5 separate regions of the Mus musculus genome follow, and all the other regions are linked to region 1. Evidence: chromatin contacts called from public HiCAR-type, HiChIP or PLAC-seq and promoter capture Hi-C data. All regions are on one chromosome and are shown on one strand. The core of a region is the stretch at or near the end of the contact, and the rest is flanking DNA. Distances in the headings are between cores, read along the strand shown.

The links. Promoter capture Hi-C pulls out the DNA fragments that hold promoters and counts their contacts. HiCAR-type assays count read pairs that join an accessible place to other places. HiChIP or PLAC-seq counts read pairs in DNA pulled down with a chosen protein or histone mark.
Region 2: a promoter capture Hi-C map of cranial neural crest shows a contact between it and region 1. The contact joins the promoter of Crispld1 here to the promoter of Sbspon in region 1. A contact is called at or near these places in 2 of 39 promoter capture datasets (cranial neural crest and hippocampal neurons).
Region 3: a promoter capture Hi-C map of embryonic stem cells shows a contact between it and region 1, with 6 times the contacts expected there. The contact joins the promoter of Eya1 here to the promoter of Sbspon in region 1. A contact is called at or near these places in 3 of 39 promoter capture datasets (embryonic stem cells and stem cell-derived epiblast-like cells).
Region 4: a HiCAR-type map of astrocytes shows a contact between it and region 1, with 4 times the contacts expected there. The contact joins the promoter of Jph1 here to the promoter of Sbspon in region 1. A contact is called at or near these places in 6 of 39 promoter capture datasets (the 3T3-L1 cell line, liver, pre-B cells and 2 more) and 1 of 115 datasets of contacts at active chromatin or transcription factors (astrocytes).
Region 5: a contact with region 1 is called in an H3K4me3 HiChIP or PLAC-seq map of neural tube, with 6 times the contacts expected there. The contact joins the promoter of Msc here to the promoter of Sbspon in region 1. A contact is called at or near these places in 8 of 39 promoter capture datasets (the 3T3-L1 cell line, the C10 cell line, cranial neural crest and 4 more), 2 of 484 Hi-C or Micro-C datasets (cerebral cortex and embryonic stem cells) and 3 of 115 datasets of contacts at active chromatin or transcription factors (embryonic stem cells and neural tube).

Annotation. Positions count from the first base shown.
Region 1 is chr1:15,891,211-15,894,227 of GRCm38.p6, reverse strand. It overlaps Sbspon (somatomedin B and thrombospondin, type 1 domain containing), which reads left to right and starts at 1,506. Exons shown (of 5, transcript NM_001033288.3): 1 at 1,506-1,789. The coding sequence starts at 1,576.
Region 2 is chr1:17,725,831-17,728,847 of GRCm38.p6, reverse strand. It overlaps Crispld1 (cysteine-rich secretory protein LCCL domain containing 1), which reads right to left and starts at 1,431. Exons shown (of 15, transcript NM_031402.2): 1 at 1,085-1,431; 2 at 1-254. The coding sequence starts at 191. It overlaps Gm16070 (predicted gene 16070), which reads left to right and starts at 1,202. Exons shown (of 7, transcript NR_130314.1): 1 at 1,202-1,749.
Region 3 is chr1:14,308,753-14,311,769 of GRCm38.p6, reverse strand. Eya1 (EYA transcriptional coactivator and phosphatase 1) reads left to right here and starts at 1,571. Exons shown (of 18, transcript NM_001310459.1): 1 at 1,571-2,124.
Region 4 is chr1:17,096,416-17,099,432 of GRCm38.p6, reverse strand. Jph1 (junctophilin 1) reads left to right here and starts at 1,544. Exons shown (of 5, transcript NM_020604.2): 1 at 1,544-2,207. The coding sequence starts at 1,829. It overlaps Gm46085 (a long non-coding RNA gene), which reads right to left and starts at 1,600. Exons shown (of 3, transcript XR_001778833.2): 1 at 1,182-1,600; 2 at 608-752; 3 at 1-308. Gm31982 (a long non-coding RNA gene) reads left to right here. Exons shown (of 4, transcript XR_865203.2): 4 at 648-860.
Region 5 is chr1:14,754,378-14,757,394 of GRCm38.p6, reverse strand. It overlaps Msc (musculin), which reads left to right and starts at 1,429. Exons shown (of 2, transcript NM_010827.2): 1 at 1,429-2,165. The coding sequence starts at 1,647. Gm9947 (a long non-coding RNA gene) reads right to left here and starts at 1,408. Exons shown (of 4, transcript XR_003947744.1): 1 at 1,158-1,408.

The sequences.
Region 1 (3,017 bases), core at 257-2,756:
CACAAAGAAGTAAAAAACACAAAGAAGTACACATCATTTCTTTAAAAGCTAAAGGAAGAGATAGTTGCCAGAAAGGAAAACAAACAAAAAAAAAAGCCTTTCAATGCTGAGAACTTACTTGTATAAACTCACAAAGAAAAATTTCTTTTTTTTTTCTTTTTAGAGTATATTTTCTTTGGATGATCAAATAGCATTACATTCTACATTGGTCAATACAATCTGAGACCAGGACTTATCAGATACAACCCTTACAATGTAGGTTTGTCCATTGCATAGCATGCTTAATTTTTATATTTGGTTGCTAAGTTGCTTTATCACACTTGTAGTAAAGTTTAAAATTTCTACTTATATTACTTTCTCTCCAATGACAGAAATTCCTCTTTGAGAAGCTCTTGCATGAAGAAGGAAGAAACCAGACTTTGAATTTAATTTGATTTCTTATGTTTTCAGATATAGAAAGTGTTCCTTTCTACAAACCATGCTAATTAAATGATTTAAGGTCATAAAGAAAAAGTGAAACTCCCAGAATTAATCTCAGTGAATAAAGTGTAGAAAACTTAATATATTTAGAGAAGAGAAAGAAACACATATAAAAACTTGGGCATAAAGCTGGGTGTAAAGGCCTATGCCTTTCGTTCCAGCACTTGGGAGGCAGATGGCAGTAGCTCTCGTGAGTTCGATACCATCCCATCCTGGTCTACATGGCAAGTTACAGGTCAGCCAGAAGTAAGTAGCAAGTCCCTCATCTCAACAAGCAAGTAAACAAACAAGTTGCCGGTGGGGTGTCGCTTAGTAGGATGACCTTGCATCGGTCAGGATCTAATTTCCATTCTCAACGTGGCAAGAACAAGACAACAAACAAAGATGTGCACGCGAATAAAACCCTCCAAAATTAGACGAACACCTTAGAGTGAAAGTTATTATAAAAAAACAAAAACAAAAACCGAAAAACCATTATTGGTGGGGGTTCTCTTTGGGAAATCGGCTTTAACAAAAAAACAGAGTACAGTTTCTACTTTATCATTTTCTTCGTATTCATTAATTTGTCCTTTAAGTGAAGGAAAGTAGCATTTTTTTCTGGGTGAGAAAAAAGCCACTATAAAATGCTGCAGAAAGATACTTCTCTGTGCCCGACAGGGCCCAGGAGAGTTGGAGAAACAGTTGGGAAAAGACTCCGAGGGCTTTCTAGAGCGAGCTGGGGCGCTTGGGGGTCGCCCGGGTGCACAGGGGCTCCATCCATTTTCTGGCGGCTTTCCGGGTGCAAACAGGCACGGGCTACCGCGTCCCCAGACCTAAGGAGGCAGAGTTTGGATCCTGGGGAGAGTGGCCGGTAGCGGGCTGTGAGAGCACCTGGGGTGGTCGGGGGTCGGCTGGTGGCCAGGAGGAGAAGCGCGTCCCACCTGGGCCCCAGTGCCACCCGCCCAGAGCCCGCCGAGCGGGCGCACAGCCAGGGCAGCCGAGGGGCGGTGCGGAAGGGCGGAGGGCCGAGGGCGGGGGCTTCGGCTGTCGGAGGAGCCGAGCTCTTGCCCGAGGCTCTAGCTGGGTCCGTTCGCAAGTGTCGCGGCAGCTCTGGCCATGAAGACCCTGTGGATGGTGCTGTGCGCTCTGGCGCGGCTGTGGCCCGGGGCCCTGGCTGGCTGTGCAGAGGCCGGCCGCTGCTGTCCTGGCCGGGACCCAGCCTGCTTCGCCCGCGGCTGGAGGCTGGACAGGGTCTATGGAACATGCTTCTGTGACCAAGCCTGCCGTCTCACCGGGGACTGCTGCTTCGACTACGACAGGGCGTGCCCAGGTGGGTGGCTGGGCGCCGGGAGGGACCCCTAGGAAGCCAGGAATCTTCTGGTCACTTCCAGGCCAGTCCAGTATCAGCCTTCGCAATCCCAGTACCCCACCCCCACCCCAACTCCCGCTCCATTCCAGGCTTCCCAGTCGGCTTCATCTAATGTCCCCGAAGCACACCCCCTAACATCTGTGGGGATCACCTCTGGGATGTGTTCTGTGACTCAAGAACTCTAGCTTCATAGAGTCACCTGGGGCCTGGAAGGATGGTGCTGACAGTTGTCAGGGGTGTGTCCCTGGACCAGCCGTCACCACACTCATTCTGTCAACCTCATAAAGTTTGGGGATAGAGAAAACTAACAAGGCCAGGAAGATGAGACTGTCTCACTTTGTATCAAGCTTGCCCTGGGAGGGGCCTCCACTTTCTTAGAGGTCTGAGGTGTTCTGTGGTGGGCTCCAACATGGACCACCGCTGTTTCCTGTGAGGAGGTTTTCTGTGCTCTTGGAACTATCTTTAGGATACTTTCTTTCCTCAAGTCTCTGTAGTGTTTGATCCTTCCCTTTAGAATGAGGTCTTTTCTTATCTAACATTCCCATAGCATCTCACAGTACCCCTTGGTAGGGTTCTGTCAACGCAGGTTTAATTGAACTTAAAGGTAAAGGAAGAAATGAGAAACACAGTCCTGAAAAACAAGCCGTGACCAAGAAGTCAGCTCTGAAAACCAAAGCAGCTTTGCTCCTTGCTAATCAGATCAGTCCCAAAGTTGTCCATATGATAGGGTTTGTCCTCACACAAGTCCTAGGCAACTTCTGAGGAGAGGACCCAAGGGCTGGGCCACACTCCAGGAACGAGAGGCCCAGTAGCAACAAGGCCTCTCTTGCCTCTTTGCTAAGAGCCTGTCAATCCCAGGCAGGTCAGTCACCCAGCCATGATACTGTGGAAGGGCACAGCCAAAAAACCTCCAAGATTTACTGGCGGATGCCCTTTTTGATAAGTTCTCCCCCCATTCCCGTGACAAGTCATCTTGCCTCAGTCTAAAGGAAGCTGGAAAAGTCAATGAACCAGAAAATGCAGTGAGTCTGAGCCATGTGTCCCCTTCCCTGGCAACACCCGAAACTGGGTGTCTCAGCTACGTGTCCCTGGGTCTTCCAAAGCACTCATTCTTGAGGGGCTTGCCTATGCATTGATCCTAGAGTCCTGTAGCCCTTAGTTTGTAGTAAGCACAGGGATGGTGGGACAC
Region 2 (3,017 bases), core at 182-2,681, 1.8 Mb before region 1:
CTCTGCATATCATTGTCTGTGATGGCTCTTTTCCCTCTTTGCTTAGCTGTCCACCATTCACCATCCTCATCCATGTATTTTTCCAAAAGTTTCTCCAGCAAAGTGGCATTAGGAACCACCATAGCTGGAACTGCTCTAGCCACAAATAGCAGTGCGGTCACTCTGAGCCACTCCTGTGCCTTACACATCATAATGAATGGCCTCTGGGTTTCCCCGGGGAAAATCTCCAAGACAGGCTCTTCCACTCCTTGTGGCTATAAGACATGTCACACGATTCAGATGAAATTATTTTATGATAGCAAACCCCAACACATAAGCACTCCGGTTTTGAAAATACGTTTTCTATCACCTCCATTTTTCCATAAAGAACTTTTACAATGTGCTGTTGACACAAAATATTTTTCCAAGCTAACCACTAAGCCAAAAGTCGAGGGCAAAAGGAGCCGGGGAAGCTCAAGGCTTGAGAATAATTTCTGAATTACAAGGTTTTAAATGACATACCTTACAATGAGTACTATTTATATAGTGTTTTATTTTTGTCTGGAAGCTTTTACATTCTGCAGAAACTTTCAAGTTTTCTATTTAATTTGCTTTGTTTTATTTTTATTTTTAAAGGCACAATATCCCAGCATTTCATCTCTGGTTCATAGCTATTCATACACGACTCATGCCTGTATTGCTGGTACCTGGAGATGGCCCCGAGGTTCACTGCAAATGAATGGCTCAGGCCCCTGGAGCAACTTTTTTTTTTTCACCCATGTGCAGATGGAAAAATCAATCTTATTCCCATATTCCGGCAAAATTTGTGCCCAACATGTGAATTTAACCCTACCAAGCGCTCTCCTGGAGAACTTCAGAGTATGTCCCTCACATACAACAGGAGGCCAAGGTTCACTTGAACCCTGCGGGGAGGGCGTCCCCAGGACAAGGTGAAATGAAGAGTTCCTGCCCTGCAACCCATCTACCCTTTCTTGGCCAGACCTTTCTCTACAAGTCAGTTTTTCCTAGATGATGTTTCCAAACAGGGAACCAGGAAAACCTGGCAGCTGGACCACTCTGGATGCAGCTTGTGCATCGCCCTTACCTCTCCAGTGTGATGTTCCCCGGAGAGCGGAGCCTGGCAGAACTGCTTGTCTCTGCAGCTGCTCCTTGCCTTGACTCTGCCCTTCACAGAGGCGACAAGGACCAGGCCACCACGGGAGTCAGAGTGAGGAGCTGGCTGACCCCTGGGGACGCGAGCCCCTAGCTCTGCGACTCAAAGCAAACCTGGGAGGAGCAGTGGGCACGGGCTTCAAAGTTAGCAAAGTGCCCCTGAAAGCAGCTCTCAGAGTTGGGCTCCCGGTGTTCCAGAGATCTAGGGTGAGGTGGGACAAAGGAAAAACTCCCCGGGGACCTCCTGCTTCAGCTTGCAGAGCCCTGGCGCCAGGCGCTTCCGCCGCTCCTCAGCACTCGGCATTTATTGAGGTGCCTGCACAGGCACGTGATGCCAGAGCCCTCCTTTACCACCCCCACCTCCACCTCCACCCAGTTCTGGCCTGTGGGAGTCGACTTGCAGCAAGCCAGGATCTTTTGTGGGCGTGCACTGTGCCTTTGTGAGTGGAGGACGGCAAGGTCTGGACCCTGGGGGAAGAGAGCCTCTAGCTTCTCCCACCTCTCTCAGATCAAACACCCTCCCCCTAAGATTCTCTCTGATGGGATGCTGAAATTACTTACAGTCTGGTTGCAAAGGAGCTAGCCCCAGAACTTGAGGTAAGTGGGCATGGAGGTACGCTAAGAACTTCCAGTCTTGTACACACAAAAGGAAATCTAGGGGGTGGGATAAAAAGAGAAACAGGTTTTTTTATTTTTTTCTAATGGATCCCCATTGGTCTCTAGTTTCTAGAAGGAAGAAGTCTTTCTTTGGCTACTAAAGCTTAATGAGGACCAGATGGAGAAAGACTTTCAGAAGACTATTGAAGTGGATATTGCCTGACAGTTGAGACATGTCAGGAAACATGCGGTGTTGGCTTCTGAAAAAGGATCACCAGCATTTGGCATTTGTGAAAATAAGAAGAGTCCTTTAAACAATATATCATTGATAGACTGTCAGAATCTCAAAATTCAGTCCCAGGACAGATACCTGTTTTGCATCCTAGAGTAGGAATTTACTAATTGTAAACTCAAAAAGTATTGCCCTACTGAGTGTGGTGCAGTTTGTACAAGCACACTTTGTTTTGAAGTGGATTATCTAATTCCCCTGCCTTTGCATCGGCTCCTTTGAGAGTCCTCACCTCAAATTTCTGTCTCTATATCTGGAATGTCTCAAAGACCAAATCAGATTGTTCCAACCATTACCTGTCTCTTTCCATTATCCAGCTGCTCTTCTGTAGTCAGACCCCAAAGTCCCTGGTGACATGAATCTTTGTTTCCTAGAATAGCAAAGAATGGGAAGCAGACATATCAGAAAGAGAGCCACACTGAACATTCTCAGGTATAGAGTCACAAGGTTTTTCTTTAGCGTTGTACACACAGAATAGATGCAAATTTGTAGTTTGGGAATATTAATTCATAATTAGTGTCCCTAGCATTCAGGAAATAGGGCTTTTACATCTAAAACAGTCCAGTTTCTGATAAAGGACAGGTGATATAGTAATAGTATAGTATAGTAAAGATGGAGATCATGTCTACATGGAACACTTTATGTGTCATTGAAAAATCATAGAGAGAATTGAGTTAAATCTGTTAAAAGTGATTGCATATTTTTGAAATATTTGAAGAGGAACTTAAATAAAGATGATAAGAAATTTGGTAAGGCAATTATCACATTTAATATAAGAATGGCCTAAATATTCATCATATTAAGCATAAGCCTTCAATAATCTTGCATTTCCAATTTACTATATAAGCTTTTCTTTGATACAGTTCATGTTTTTATTTATTATTGCAACGTCTATTTGTCAACAGAAAGGCACAACTTATCCACATCAAATGAATGTCAAAATGGCACTTTGGTTTATGACTGAAGCAGTCCCTTGTAA
Region 3 (3,017 bases), core at 322-2,821, 1.6 Mb after region 1:
ACTGCATGAATGACATTTGAGCAATACATGTCCAAAATAATTTTAACCTATAGGAAGCATGAATGCAATAGCTGAAGGTAAAGTTTAAGCCAGAGGTCAAATGTTATGTCTTGGGTAATTTAGTAACAAATCTAAGTGCAAAAGAAGTTACTGTCTGGGTGCTTGGTATTGTAAATAGAACTAATGTAGCATTAGATTTTACCTGACTGCAACAGAAAACTCCATAATAGACTTTGTTTTTTCTGCACATGCACTTTGGTATGTTGAATAACTGATCCTTCTGGTCTGAGAGAGTGCTGTAGGAGGTAACGTAACTATGTCAGCTGCATATATGATCCAATAGCAATCAACTGTTTTTTTGACCTGGCTTCCCAAATATGGTAGATACCTAGCTCATGGTTCCTTGCTGGTGCTGAACAAGATGAAATCCTAGGTGAGTTTGAAGTCCCAGCTGCCTCTTAGGTTTGACAAAGTGCTCCTTTGCAAGGAATTTAGACTGGCATCCTTTCTAGGAGGGGAAGGGAGAACTCCTGTTTGGAATTTTGGTCCTTAGAACCATTTAGTTGGGTTTTGTTTGCATCATCTGAAGGTGCTTTCGTTTCCTAATTGGCAGAGTTAAGGTAGGACCCATCTATCTCCTCTATTAGTTGATGTGAAGTTACTGTGATGTAAAAACATGTTCATACCAAGGTGAGAAATTAAAATAAGGAGACTTTTTTTTTAATAAAAAGAGCACATAGAATAGAAATATTGGTGATGATAAAAATACCTTCTTAAAATGCATATCCAGACTTAATTTCAGAGTGAGTGTTAGTTTGCATTTGCATTTAAACTGTGATATAGGACCGACAAAATATTAACCCATATAAGGAGACGCCTTCTTTCAAGATTACAAATTATCATAATGGCTAAACCCTTGACTTGGATAAAACATAGTTTGTTAACTGAAGCTCAGCTCCTAGGTGTCACCGAACGAACGCCTAACTCATAGATTCTGAATTAAGGTTGTGAGTTTTTAAAAGGATAAGTTGCAAAGCAAGTTCCAGACTAAACGAATCTCTTCTCAAGACCCATTTAAAAATGTTAATGGTGAAATATTATCTGGGTCCTAGCCAAAGAACTGAAGCCTTTGGCCTCCTAGCAACCCTTGCAGAATCCTCCGCCAGGCTTTCATTGTTAAGCTGCTAATAGCTAACACGTTTGCCCATTCTCCCTCTACTTCATAGAAACAGCTTTTTTTTTTTAAATCTTCTCCAGACCTGTAAGTAGGTAGGTACTTTAGGAAAAAGTGTTAAAAGTATCCGTTCTCCTAAGTTTCAGGTCCTCAAAAAAAATTTTAAAAAAAGTATTGAAAAAGTGTAAAAGATAACATGCAACTACTCCCCAAAGATCTTAATTGGGAGCTACTGGCGCGGGAGGATGTGTGTGTGTTGACAGAGGTTCCCACAAGTTCTTCCCCCACAGCTGTTTATTCAGATATCATGGGGCGCGTCATTTACATAATAAATTTTTTTTTAAAGCAGCGAGGTTGAGTCAGACCAAGCTCTGCTCCTCTCAATTGTTGCATTTAAACCAATAAGGTTAGGACAAGAGACTAGCTGTGGTTTGCGTTGCAAAAACAAAACAAAACAAAAAGCCCCGAGGCTTCGTGGGCAGACCTACAAGGCTGCGCAAACAAATCGGGGGATGAGATTTTGCTGTTTCTTTGTCTAGGCGTCTCAGATGCTATCTGCCGCTGCCGTTCGCTGGGGCGCAAAGCCGTTCCCAAACAGACCGCGGCGAGCTGATGGCTCCGAGCTTGCGGCGAGGTAGCGAGTGTGCAGGGCCACTTCCGACTGGAAGCCTTCCTGTGGCGGTGCGCGGTGGCGGGGTCCTTCCTGGGGAAGGCGATCGCGCTCAGTCGCTCCACAGCCCGAGCCTGCAGCAGCGCCCGGGCGCAGTCCCCGGGAGCCGGGCAATCCCCGGCCTCTGCGCTCCGCTGCCAGCCGCGTCACAGCGCCTCTGAGAGCTCCCGGGTCCCCGTGTTCCTGCACAGCAGCCAAACTATGTCAGGAATGGAGGTCTGCTAACACAGAAAACTCCAAGGAGCACACTAAACCGGTGGAGGCAGCAGATGTGAGCGCTGTAAGTACAAGCTGGTGTTTGAAAAACTGTAATGACCAAGTACTACTTACTGTCTGGTGGGCAAAGCCCGAGATAACTGGAGAGCCTTTATTAGGGTTTTGGTTTGTTTTCAAAGAAAAAAAGCACTGTGGCTTGGGGAAAACAATAACACTGTTTCTGGGACTTTAGAAGCCGCTGGGTTCCGTCGTAAAATTGTAATCTTTACCCTCCAAATGATCGGAGCCATTAGGATCATTAAAGGATCATTGCAAATTAACTACTTTTGTTCTGATTTTTATAGATAAGTAGAACACTAGGTAATATTCTCAGACGGGGGAATTATTTCATATCTTTTCTTAATTGCTGCACTAGCCCCAGAATATTGAGTGGTATTGAACAGGGTTATATCCATACATAGATGTATAGGTACGAAAGGTATACTTAGTGGTATTTATTACACAGATCACTTTTTCTACGGCTAGGTTGATAAATGAGGAAAGGTTTACAACGGAAAACTCAGCAGATGAACAACGAGCTGATAACTATGTTTTCAAGAAGGACACCTTTTTGTTCCAAAGCAAATTTATCAAAGACTTTACTAAGCAGGCTCATCTTCAGTATTCGATACAATAAGCCTTTGGTCCCTTAAAGTATTTGTCCCTCTCTGGCCCTTTTTGTGATTTGAATGCACTTGGAAGCTAAACTCCAGATTTTGAAACTTTTGAATATTCGTGTAAAGCACGGCCCTTCAAAATCAGTATTTGAATTGCTAACAACTCATAGGCTTACACTCTTGGGAGGAATTTTGAAGACATTTAAGCATAACGTTTGCAATAATTCAATACATTATGAACTGTCATTGAGTTTAGACAAGTGTTTTTAAGTTTCATTTCTTAAGATGGCCAGGGGTATAG
Region 4 (3,017 bases), core at 295-2,794, 1.2 Mb before region 1:
GGTTTTGGGGGTTTTCTGTTGGTTTTGTTTTGTCTTCGTTTTTCCTTTCTGTCATTTACACAGATAAGCAGGAAAGGACAGCTCCAGTTCTGAGAGAAGGAATTATGCTCAGGAAAGAATCCTTTTCTCTTGCTCTCCTTTTGACAGTTGTCCTTTAGGGTTTTTATCTGATTATCAGCCACCTAGTGAGAGGCCCAAGTGCTCACCTGTTTTGTCCTCTCAGCCTGGGGAACAGCAGGAATGCACAATCTGAGAGTCCTTCTGAGACCCTGGCTTGTGACCTGGGGAAAAGACTTCCTCCACTGGCACTGTGAAGGCAAGGAGAGATCAATGCCACTCCTAAAAGAGGCTGTAGTATGTGATTCAACTATCCTGTTAGCAATTCTTGACTTTACGGGTACTACCATCGAAATACACCAAGTCTTTCCCCAACACAGAAAGGGGAGGGTATTTCCATTGAGAAAATGGAGATAAAGTTTAGAGGAGGTATCTGAAGTGAGTTCAACAAGGCAGTGAGTGCTGCTGCAGGAGAGTGCATCAGCTGACACCTGTCCTGTGTTTAGAAGTTCATGGCTTCTTTGTTACATTAGCAGAGTGCTTTACTTACCATATTTCTCCTTGAAAACTGTGTTTTCTTTTCTAAACAGTGGGCGACAGTGGAGAGGTCCCAGGTGTGCATTCCAGGCACTCAAGCAATACATACAGACTAAGCCTGTTTGGGTGCACAGCTCCAGGATGTAGCATTTCTAAAGCTGAGAACAGATGAGGGAACAGGCTGGAATGTAAAAGACAATGCCCTGTGTTCCTGCAATGCCAGCTACAAAGCCCATCACTTCTACAAATAAAACCCAAACAACTCATGCCCATGCTCTTTCAAACTGCATTGCCTCTCTTGGAATCTTCATGAAAAGAAATGCAAACACATGTGCCCTGAAATGGGTAGGTGTAAAAGAACATTCTGCACAATTATATCTAGGCTGCCACAGATTTATCACATGCAGACATATATTTGGAGCATATTAATTCATGATGACAGCTGCGCATGACAAATCCAACAGAGCTCAAGTTGGAATGCTGGGGGAAAAAATGCAACTACAAACCCTATGCAGACACACACCACCACCACCACCACCACCACCACCACCACCACCACCACCACCACCACCACCACCACCACCCACCTACACAAGAGTTGTCACTCTATCACACAGGTGGCCTCACTTGTAGAAGACTAAACACAATTGAAAAGCTGGAGGTTCCAGCAGCAAAGAGCAGGTCCCCAGCACAGGCAGCCGCACCTTTATCCGCAGGCTTGACCGTCTCACGTCTCAGAGTACACTGGCCCTCCCAGTCACAGCCCACTCCGCAGACACACACGTGCCCAGAGCTCGCGCGCCAAGCAGCCGGAGGAGAAGCTCGGCTCCGCGGGCTGGGGGCAGGGCCCGGCGGGCGGGCGTGCGGGCGGGCGTGTCATGGGGCCGGGCCTCCGCGCCCAGGGAGGGGACTAGGGGCGGGCGCGGGGCGGTGCCCGGCTCACGTGGGCGGGTGGGAGCAGCTGAAAGTCCGCTCTGGAGACTGGGCTGTCCTCTCGCGCGCGGCGCTGGCCGGGGCGGCGGCGAAGGAGGAGGGAGAGAGGCGGCGGTGGCGACGGCGAAAGAGGAGGGGAAGACGGGGGCGGCGTCGGACTGGAGCCGATCGGCGGTGCGAGCTGCCCGGGGCGCAGTCGTGAGCTCGCCCGACGGGCCCCTACCCCGGAGCTACACCCTGCGGTGCCCAGCTCTGCCCACGTTTGTGCCCCCACGAGGAGCGCGCCGGGGCTGCCCCCCGAATGACGGGCGGAAGGTTCGACTTCGACGATGGCGGCACCTACTGCGGCGGCTGGGAGGAGGGCAAGGCGCACGGGCATGGCATCTGCACGGGGCCCAAGGGCCAGGGCGAGTACTCTGGCTCCTGGTCGCACGGCTTCGAGGTGGTTGGAGTCTACACCTGGCCCAGCGGCAACACCTACCAGGGCTACTGGGCGCAGGGCAAGCGGCACGGGCTGGGGGTGGAGACGAAGGGCAAGTGGATGTACCGGGGGGAGTGGTCACATGGTTTCAAGGGGCGCTACGGGGTCCGGCAGAGCTTGTGCACCCCCGCCCGCTACGAGGGGACCTGGAGTAACGGGCTGCAGGACGGGTACGGCGTGGAGACCTACGGGGATGGAGGTGAGCGGCATCTCGGGAGTCTCCGAGGGCTGACGCGGTGGGCTCTTCCCTGGCTTCGGGGACGTGGGGAGGACGCGAGACGCACGTGTCCGGAAACCCGCCAAAACATCTGGGGAGTCTACCCTCCCTCTCGCCCTCCTCCCCATTTCGAGGGAGACCACTTGGTCTCGCGGCTGGGTCGCAAGTGTCTGCGGCTCCCCGGGCGGGTAGGCTGTCCATACCCCGGGAGTTAGGCGTGCAGGTACCTGGCCGGGGCCCAGAGCCGCGCTGCCCCGGGAGGGCTGGGCAGGAGAGAGGACACTGTCACTTGAGCCTGTCACATTACATTCCTGATCCCTCCCTCTCCAGGCCGGGTTTGAAATCGCCACTCCGGAGGAGTTAGAGGGACGTCTTGAGCTGTGTGGCTGCCGGTCGGTGCTGACCGCCGCGCGGTTTGGTTTCACGTAGAGTCTCGTATTTCGCTTCTGGCCCTCCAGTTAGCCTAAAGATAGAAGCCAGAACCCCATAAGTAGGATGTTGGGGAATTGGACCTTATTGAGGGTGTATTTTCTAGAGTCCTAGTTACAGGCAGCAGAGCAACTGCCCAAAGCAAGCGGCATTCCTAATTTTCTCCCTAACTTTCACTTGGCTCCTTAAAGTACTTTTGAATCAGAAGAACTGTAATCTTTGCTGACCTGGAGATCTTGAGAAAATGCTTTAGGAAAAATGGACGGAGTTTCCATTAAATATTTAAAAAGGTTAAAGAGTATGCTATATCCTGGATATACATTAGGGGTGTGGCCTAAAAAGTAAGCCTGGTTGTGATTTAAC
Region 5 (3,017 bases), core at 180-2,679, 1.1 Mb after region 1:
ACTTCAGGAACGGTAGCAAGTAGGGGTGGTTGTACACAATACCCCTAAGTGGGAGGTATCGCCTTGAGACAAGGTGGAGGGAAGCCTGAAGGGCCGAATCAACCCCTGCCAGCCACCTGCTATGATACTTCAGGCTCAGGGCTCAGCTATTTGTTCTGCTGTAAAGACTAGAATTTGCTAGGCAGCTTCTGCATCCGCGTATCTGCTTGACCCACTCTCATCTGGAACCTGTGAGAGGAGAAGTACAAGAAGACAACAGAGTGGAACAGAAAAGAAACTCAGCTTCCTTCTGCTCAGCCAAGGCAGTCAAACCCCAACCCTTTAAGGGCACCAATTCCTCCGTCTGGAGCACAGCGGGAGTCCCGGCTGACACCTGTCTGTTTGTTAACAAAGCCCCTCAGCTTGAGCACACTTGGCCTGCCTTCCACCTTGTTTTGTCTGCTCTGGGGTTGGGGAAGGCAAGGTGTTTTGTTGTGACTTGAAATGCAGCACAATTCTAGGGGCTGCTTGGTAGTCCTTTGGGTTTTGGTTGTTATTGGTCTTTCTTTGCTTTGCTTTTCCCCTTTCCTTTCTCTTTAATTTTGGCAAGGCAACTGTGCTGACATACTATTCTGCATCCAAGAACTTGCTCTCAAAGCGTTGGGTCTGAGTCCAAACCTTAATCACGCGGAGGAAATCTTACAACAGTGGAAAATAACATCTCTTGATGTGTAGGTTAGGAGGCTTGTGGCTACTGAAATGCTACAAACACACAGATTCCTGATCCCACTTATTTGCTCTCCCAGTGATTTTGCAAGATGGACATCATAACATGTAAGTTTCAGAAATTGCTTGAAGATGAAACAAGACAAAGTAGAAAAAAAGCGCTGCCATGTGAACTATAAAAGCGGGGGCGGAGGGGGGATGGGGGTCAAGAGATGGGTCATTGGAGCTGCTCCTTAGTTTTTGCTCTTTCTCTGTACTCGTTCTATGAAGCCTTGGATAAGCAAACACACATCTTGAGTAATGAACTTGAATGACAGGTCCCCAGGAACACACTGGGAGACAAGCCGCACTGGGCATGCTCAGATTCTTCAGTTCCCACTAAGACCAGCTGCAGGTGAAAATGGAATGAGTAGGAACAAGGTCTTTTCTTTTTGTTCCCAAATCTCACTTACCTCGCACAGATACTCTGAGGGTCAGTCGTGGGCGTAGAGGCCTAAGTCTTTGCTTTGCGCGCAAACATTCCTTGCCCCCGCCCCGCTAACCGCAGGGTTCAGGGGGGAAAAAACGATCCCCACCCCTTCCACGCCCCTGCCCCACCTCTTGTCCCCCTTTCAAGCCCCCTCTACTTTGCCGAGGGGGAGGGGGGTGGCTTTTCCCTAAGAGTACAGATAAATAGTCCTGTCAAAAGGCTCAGCTCGCGGCTGTACTTTTGGATCCGGAGTCAAGTTCAGCAGAGCCCTGGGCTACAGGGTCAGCAGCAGATCGCGCCCACTCCAGGCGCCCAGCTCACAGGGGAGCCTCAGTGCGGAGGCAAGCCCTGGTCTCTGGTCCTCCCCTGGGCTCTCCCACACCCCATCCTCTGTCAGAGAGAAGAAGCCAGAGAAAGCGAGACTGGCCGGGGAGGAGAAAGGCGCGCGCGCGTGGGCGCCGGGGAATAGGCGATGTCCACCGGCTCGGTGAGTGACCCCGAAGACTCGGAGATGAGGGGGCTGCAGAGGGTCTACCCGGCCCCGGCCTCCAAGAGGCCGCCCCTGCTCCGCATGGAGCGCGGTTACGGCTCGCCCAGCGACATTTCTTCTGCGGAAGAGGAGGACGGTGAAGAGGAGCCCGGCTCCCTGGGAGCCGCGGGAGGATGCAAGAGGAAGCGGCTCCGTGGGGCTGACGCTGGCGGCGCAGGTGGCCGCGCAGGCGGTGCGGGGAAGAAGCCGCTCCCGCCTAAGGGCTCGGCCGCAGAGTGCAAGCAGTCGCAGCGGAATGCGGCCAACGCCCGCGAACGCGCCCGGATGCGCGTGCTGAGCAAAGCCTTCTCCAGACTGAAGACCAGCCTGCCCTGGGTGCCGCCCGACACCAAGCTTTCCAAACTGGACACGCTGCGCCTGGCTTCCAGCTACATCGCGCACCTGCGCCAGCTGCTGCAGGAGGACCGCTACGAGGACAGCTATGTGCACCCTGTGAACCTGGTAGGGATGCTGCGCTCGAGGCCGGGGGACAGCAGCCCAGAGCGCTACCCGGGCCCAGGGCTGGCTCGGCCCCAGACGAAGAGCCAAGAGGGGAGGTTTCTGGAACCAGTGGTAAGGAATCTGGTTCAGTGACCTCCGAATCAAGGCAAGAGGAGCCAGCCATTTGCTGGGAGAAAATCATCCAGCCATCTGAAAATGTCCTGGTCCTTTGCCTGGCGACTGCTATCTGTTAACACCCTACTTCTGGGATAAAGTGTGGCTTCCCACTTGGGAGTATTTCTAAGTTTTTAGGCCAAGTTGGAAAAACAAAACAAACCAACCAACCAAACAAACAAAAACTCAGTTGCCCAACTTTTTCCAGACAACAACCTAGCAGGGTTGAATCGCCAGTGCTGCTTTCTTTAAAGGGGGAAGGGGGAGATTGGGAGAACCTAACTTTTTTAAATAAACGTTTGAGTGGTTTAAACAAAAGAAAACACTAATGCAACATAGTTTTCCTGGACGCGACTGTCCGGAAAGTCCCTGTCTAACCTGCCAGCTCCATGAGCTTGGGAAAGATCTCATCCAAACCTATTTAAAAAGGAATGCAGCGTGTGTGTGTGTGTGTGTGTGTGTGTGTGTGTGTGTGTGTGTGTGAGGGAGGGGGACATTAAATCACAGAATTCTAAACTCTCGCCCTTTTCACAGAAAAATCATGTGGGCAACCCATGAGGAAAGCATGAAGGTACGCTGTCGCTCTCAAATAATCAGTAACCAGTAGGATTAAAAATCTAATCAAAGGACAAGACACACACATTTCCAGAACGCTAATAAAAGCGAGGGACCGCCGGGATTCCCTTGGGAAAGTGGTTT